2 separate regions of the Hordeum vulgare genome follow, and region 2 is linked to region 1. A link is a contact called in public Hi-C data. All regions are on one chromosome and are shown on one strand. Each heading gives the region's core, a stretch centred on a gene start, on an enhancer-like site or on the middle of the called end of the contact. The rest is flanking DNA. Distances are from core to core; before and after follow the strand shown.

Region 1 (3,007 bases), core at 242-2,741:
ATTAACAAGTACGTGACTTGTTTGTGAGACCTTGCATCATATGATGCCTATCCTAAATGGTCCGAAATTAAAAGGGATGTGTGGACACACAGCCAATCAGACTAGCAAATGAAATGATGGATGGTGTAGGTCTCACTAACCATGTAGCATTTGATGCTAGCCGGATAATATGGACTTAGAAAGATCTAGTCGGATTCGATGTAGCCGGATCGAAGTCGAGATTAGGACTGAGTTGGATAGACCCAACTACGATATGCATTGATAAGTCATTTGCGAGTCTCTAGTACAACACATGTTCTATGTCCTAAGACCTGAGCTGGCGCGTGTACTCAGGATGGTGACAAATCTGCTTTGGCCGATGAAACGCTACTCCATGACTGGTTAGTTATAAAGGTAGCTTTCGGGCTTGTCTAGACCCATGCTGCGAGACATGGACGAGCAAGATTAGATTTTGCCCCTCCGATCAGGAGAGATATACTCTGGGCCCCTCGGGTGATCCAACCAGGATAAGCATGGCCATGCGATGTGGATTATGAGATAATCCGAAGTGTCGGACGGATTCTCCGAAACGAGAAAGAGGTCGTGTTGCAACAATGATGACTATGTCACCTTCACCACGACAACATTTATCGTGTGGCAAAGAGAACAAAAGTGTGAAGTGCAGGTTTGCCTAACCAGATTCATCGGACACTTGGAGTGACCGTGCTTTGCTAGGGGCCACTGCCGACTAACCGAGTCAGATTTGATCTGACTTGCGACCAAGTGAACAAGAACCTAATGAGTCTCGTGCTTAAGGGAAGGAACACATGGGTTTTAGGATCCGTGGGAGGCCCAAGAGTTGAGTCCGCGACGGATTCCTATATATACTGGAGGTGGGTCACACCTAATTAATTGATCGCTTCCGCGCCAGCATCAGCATGTGTTGCAACTACCCACCTCCAGTCTCTGCCGACTGTGTGATCGGACCTATCAGTCTAACGCACTGTGTTCGTCCTACACGCGCGGATAACATTATATGCAGTGTACTTGCGCCGCTCTCGCGAACCTATACATGTCTATGCTAGGGGCACATGAGAGACGAACGGACAAAATATCTTCATCTCGCTTGCGGATTATTTTATATTTTTTTAAGTTTTATTGTTATTTTGAAATTAAATACAATTATTTTAATTAAAAATTTAATTATGGCAACAACATGATGTCATGCTAACATCAATAGTCCTGTTGACTGGTCAAATTAACGGGTGGGTCCCACATGTCATAGACAGCGAGGCTAACAAAGTTTAGAGTTAAATAAAATTTGCTAATTATCTAACAAGGTCCCACTCGTTAGTGTGTAATTAGGTTAATTAAGAAATTTTAAAACGTTTTATTTAAATAAATGGGGTGGGCCCCATTTGTGAGCGGCACTAGGCTGCCTAGTCAACAGCATTGACTCTGTCAACCCAGTCAACGGACCCACTCGACCCACTGGTGAGTGGACGTGGGCATGGCCCCGGGAAGGCCACGTTGGCGCGCGGCCGGCGTTCAGGCCCCGACAACCTAATCGATGGTGGCGGGCCATGGGAGGCCGCAGGTTTCACCCTCCGACAGTCATTTGGCGCACGAAGTGGCTCGTTCAATCGGGGAGAGACCGACACGTCGAGGGGGACCACTAGGAGGAGTTGAGGCCGCCGGAGGCGGCGCCAGCGCTGAGTAGAGGCGGCGGCCATGTTCGCGTCTCATCGGAGACAGAGCTTCGGGTCACAGTTCGATGTGCGGAGCAGTTCTATGGGAAACTGGTGCTCGCGTGCATCCATTGCTGCAGTCGGCAGCAGGCGGGAGACGATGAGCTCGCGGTGGCGACCAAATCACTGGCCTGTCGTGGACGGTGGTAGGGGGAGCGGAAGGAGTAGCGAGTGCATGCATTGGGTGCGGGTGGAGGTGCTGAGCATGACAGGGTGGCCGGCTACGAGCTCCGCGAGCCGTGGTCACGGCGGCGAGCACCACCGCGGCGACGAGCTCGGGCACGACGGGTGAGGGGGTGGGTGAGCTACAAGCACGGGATCGAGCTAGCGAGCGAGGGGGGGAGGAGGAGACCGTGGGCTCACCGTAGTCCTGCAGGTGTGCAAGGGTGGGCTCGGGAGGCACGAGGTGGCCGGAATGGAGGTGAGGTCGCGGTGGCCGTGATGGGGAACATTTATGCGGGAGAAGAGGTGGTGGCCTCCCTGCGCTGATTCATTAGCGCCCATGAGGTAGCGGACGATGCCGTACCTCGTAGACACGACCTCGACACTCATGGTCGACGGTGGACGCAGCTAAGGCATGGCCATGGCGGCGGTGGCGTTCTTCGGGAGCGGGCGGATCTGGCAAGGGGAGAGCAAGGTGGAGGAAGCGTCCAAGGGGAGGAGTCAAGCGAGTGGGCGAGGTGGAGGGGAGGAGCCCGAGGCATCGCGGCACGACATTATTAAAATATATTCACGGCACGACATTATTAAAATATATTTTTTAAAAGTGTGTATAAAACTTTTTTGGATTGGGTTAAAAGTTGACTTGCGGTATTATTTTGTTGTAGGTTGACTGCGTACCAAAATTCATCGCAATCGGAGACCGTTTGATATCCAAACTGTCAAATTTATAGCGGCAGTATAGTCGGATAAGTTAAAAAACATTTTTCATAAGCTAAATCTGATGTCAGACTGCCCATTTTCCCTTTCTTTTATGCCTAGCTCTTCTGAAGAGTGCACCAACCTACGCGCAACCTAGCACGAAAACCTTCCGGAACCCGAAACATACGGTCATGACTGTTTGGTCCGGATCAATCCCGTAATACCCCAAACCATCATAGGTTTTACGATTGGACTTCCAAGACTGTTTTTTCGAGAGCACCAGATCGAGATTGAAGTGTCCAGATAACCCTATCCATACTCACCTAGCTATTTAAGGACGCAAACCCTAGATCATAGGGAGACCAAATCCCCACTGTCCAATCGCCGCCGCCTAACATCTCGGGATCTCCCCAATCCAA
Region 2 (3,007 bases), core at 227-2,726, 580 kb after region 1:
CGGAGGTTTGCATGGCACGTGGTGGGGATCCCGCCGGATCTTAGACCGGACCTGGACTCGTTGTAGGCTGCTGGATCACAAGAACAAATTATGTGAGACATAAGACAAGACAATACACAAAGCAAACAAATTATGTGAGACTTAAGACAAGACAATACATCCATCAATGGCATGAACCTTCTCGTGCTGCAACCGATCCACTAAAAAATGCAACATGAACAATCTGTCTTTGCTGAGTAAACTAATTTGAGTGATCATTGCAGTATGTGATGGCAACAAGTAAGGTCACACTCCAATAGAATATGAAGTAGTTTAAAATAAGTAAAGGATATGTTTCTCAAAATCAGGGCATTTTGGCCATAATGACATATCACAAATGCATCCCAACAAAAACAATGTTTATGTATTTGTGCAGGCAGACAGGCAGGCAAACATAAACAGTTGCATGATTCATATATCCTTTGATAAGTTGACTGGACCGTCAAAGTAATCCGCACCACTCACAACAAACACATATAGAAATTTTGTCGTCCTAAACTAGTACATCCGCAAACTGCAACTCAACGACAATGAAAATAATCCAACCAAATGCTTGATCTAGAGTTACCTTGATCTTGTTCTCTGCGGGCTTATCCTCCTGCATCACAAGCCCCCTTGATACCTGCTTCTGAACTAGCACGTCAAATCCCACGAATTAACCAGAAGAAAAGTCACATAGAAATCGATTCGATGGGACGACAGATTAAAATTCCCGGGAAGGGAGACCATCCAAGGATGTTAGGAACACGAGGAGAACGTAGATCAGATAAAGGGATAGGCGGGCTACCGAGATCTGGGGGAAATGGAATCTTCGGTTCAAGGCAAAAAAAAAGTGGGGGCGGGGAAGGGGATCGATACCTCGTCGATGGCCGCTGATTCGGTGGCCACGAGGCAGGCTTGGAGGAGGGGGAAGCCGGATCTGAGGTGTCGTGCCGCTATTTCCGGCTCGTTCCGCGGTGGTGGAGAGCAAAACCTAGGAGGAGATCGGGTCGTGGAGGAGGAAGAGACGAGGCTTCTTGCGGGTCCCGTAGTATGGGGGAGGAAAAGGTAAGGGCGATGCGTACAGGAGTTGCCGAAGGCCATGGCCGACGGATCCACCGAGAAGGGAAGGGGGAGGTCGCCCCCCTGCCGTTGGCCTCCTCTGACAGCGGCGACCAGCAGCAGCTGGGGACCGGTGGTGTAGCGGTAACGCAGGGAGGAGGAGTTGGTAGACCGAAGCAGGGGGGAGGAACATGTGCGCCAGATCGGTGGGAAAAGTGGCGCGGCGGCATCGGGTAGGTGGTGGCATGGCGTTATGGGTGAGGCGGTGGTGCGGTGGTGCGGAGGCACGGGGTTGGTGTTGGCATGGTGGCCCATCGGAATTGGTGGTGCGGGATAGGTGGCGGCGACACGGCAGAGGTGGTGGTGCAGGGGAGGGTGGTGGCGCGACGGTAGAAGGCTGGGTGACGGCACGGGGTATAGTTTGGCATCATTTTATTCAATGTGCACACTGTGTCGTAGTTTTCATCCGAGGATCTTAGGATTTTCTTGATTATGAATTTCTCGGTCATTTTTTTGCTTTCTAAATCGGTAATCTCATTTGTGATGACAGCAAGCCTAGAGTACATATCACTCCTTCATCATCATTCATCTTGAACGTGTCAAGTTGGCTTTGAAGCACATCCAACAGATTACCTCACTGATTCGATACCTTCATGCATATCAACCAAAGTATCCCAAATTTTCTATGCATTCTCAAGACGACTGATCGTGTTGAATTCTTCGAGGCATAGGCAGTTGAAAAGAATGCCGCATGCCTCAACATTGTATTGCAACATCTTTAATTCTTCCGCGGTCGCATGCCTCACGATCCGGTTTCCTTCCATCACCAAAGAATTCACCTTGCAATCCAACACAAACAACAACCCAAATGGCGGGGTTATGATCAAGAATATGAATTTTCATTTTATGCTTCCAACTAGCAAAGTTTGTACCATCAAAATATGGACCTCTATGGTGGTAATTTCCTTCACTAGATTCCATACTCTTGTAGGTTGTGAAACCAATGCAATGGAGAACAAAGCTCGGATACCATTTGTAGGATCCGAAGAATGTTTATAGGGGGTTATTAGACTACTTGATCCAATAATAACTGAGTTTTCTACCAATTTTAGTTCTGGGCAAGCTTTAACAATTGTAGGAAGTCAATCACACTCTACACTTGAAAGTCTAAGAGTATAGCAGCGAAAAGTGAATTCATGAAAATGTAAGTAGGGAGTATGGATAGGAAGATCAAACGCAAAGATTGACACGGAGATTTTTGGCGTGGTTCTGATAGGTGGTGCTATCGTACGTCCACGTTGATGGATACTTCAACCCACGGAGGCTAACATCCGTGACAGTCCATGGAGGGCTCAACCCATGAAGGGTCCACGAAGAAGCAACATGTTCTATACCACCATGTCTTACGTCCACGAAGGACTAGCCTCAGTCGGGGTAGATATTCATGAAGTAGGCGATCTCCTTACCATTACAAACTTCTTGGTTCAACTCCACACCAAGTCGGAGGCTCCCAAGCGACTCCTAACCAATCCAGGAGACACCACTTTCCAAAAGGTAATAGATGTGGTAGTATGATGAACTCCTCGCTCTTGTGCTTCAAAACATAGTCTCCTCAACACTCAATCACTCTCTCACAGATTTGGCTTTGGTAGAAGTGATCGGTTGGGTGGAAATCAAGATCCATATGACAGGAATGGAATATCTTGATCTCAATACATGAGTAGGTGGCTCTCTCTCGGAAAAATTGATGGGGCAAGTGTTGGTTCATTCTGAGTGCTTCCTCTATGAATAGAGGTTGGTGGAGGGGTATATATAATCATGTCCAAAAATCCAACCGTTACAACATCATTGCCCAACTAGGTGTAACCGAAGTAAAAACTTGGTTGCACCCGACTAGTGAAAATGTGGCAACTTTTGGCGTCTCGAT

What was found. A called contact is a pair of places that touch in the nucleus more often than the background predicts.
Region 2: a Hi-C map of seedling shows a contact between it and region 1, with 2.1 times the contacts expected there. The contact joins the promoter of LOC123443561 here to the enhancer-like site in region 1. A contact is called at or near these places in 1 of 6 Hi-C or Micro-C datasets (seedling) and 1 of 1 datasets of contacts at active chromatin or transcription factors (embryo).

What each region holds. Positions count from the first base shown.
Region 1 is chr3H:222,035,085-222,038,091 of MorexV3_pseudomolecules_assembly, forward strand. No RefSeq gene overlaps it. Among protein-coding and RNA genes, the nearest start is that of LOC123443559, 110 kb to the left of the region's middle. Within about 2 kb of position 1,492, at least 3 of the 3 cell types and tissues checked have open chromatin away from gene starts, as enhancers often do. A contact at or near this core is called in seedling, where this site is marked.
Region 2 is chr3H:222,613,055-222,616,061 of MorexV3_pseudomolecules_assembly, forward strand. It overlaps LOC123443561, which reads right to left and starts at 1,477. Exons shown (of 3, transcript XM_045119982.1): 1 at 898-1,477; 2 at 608-661; 3 at 1-67. The coding sequence starts at 1,395. The coding sequence ends at 41.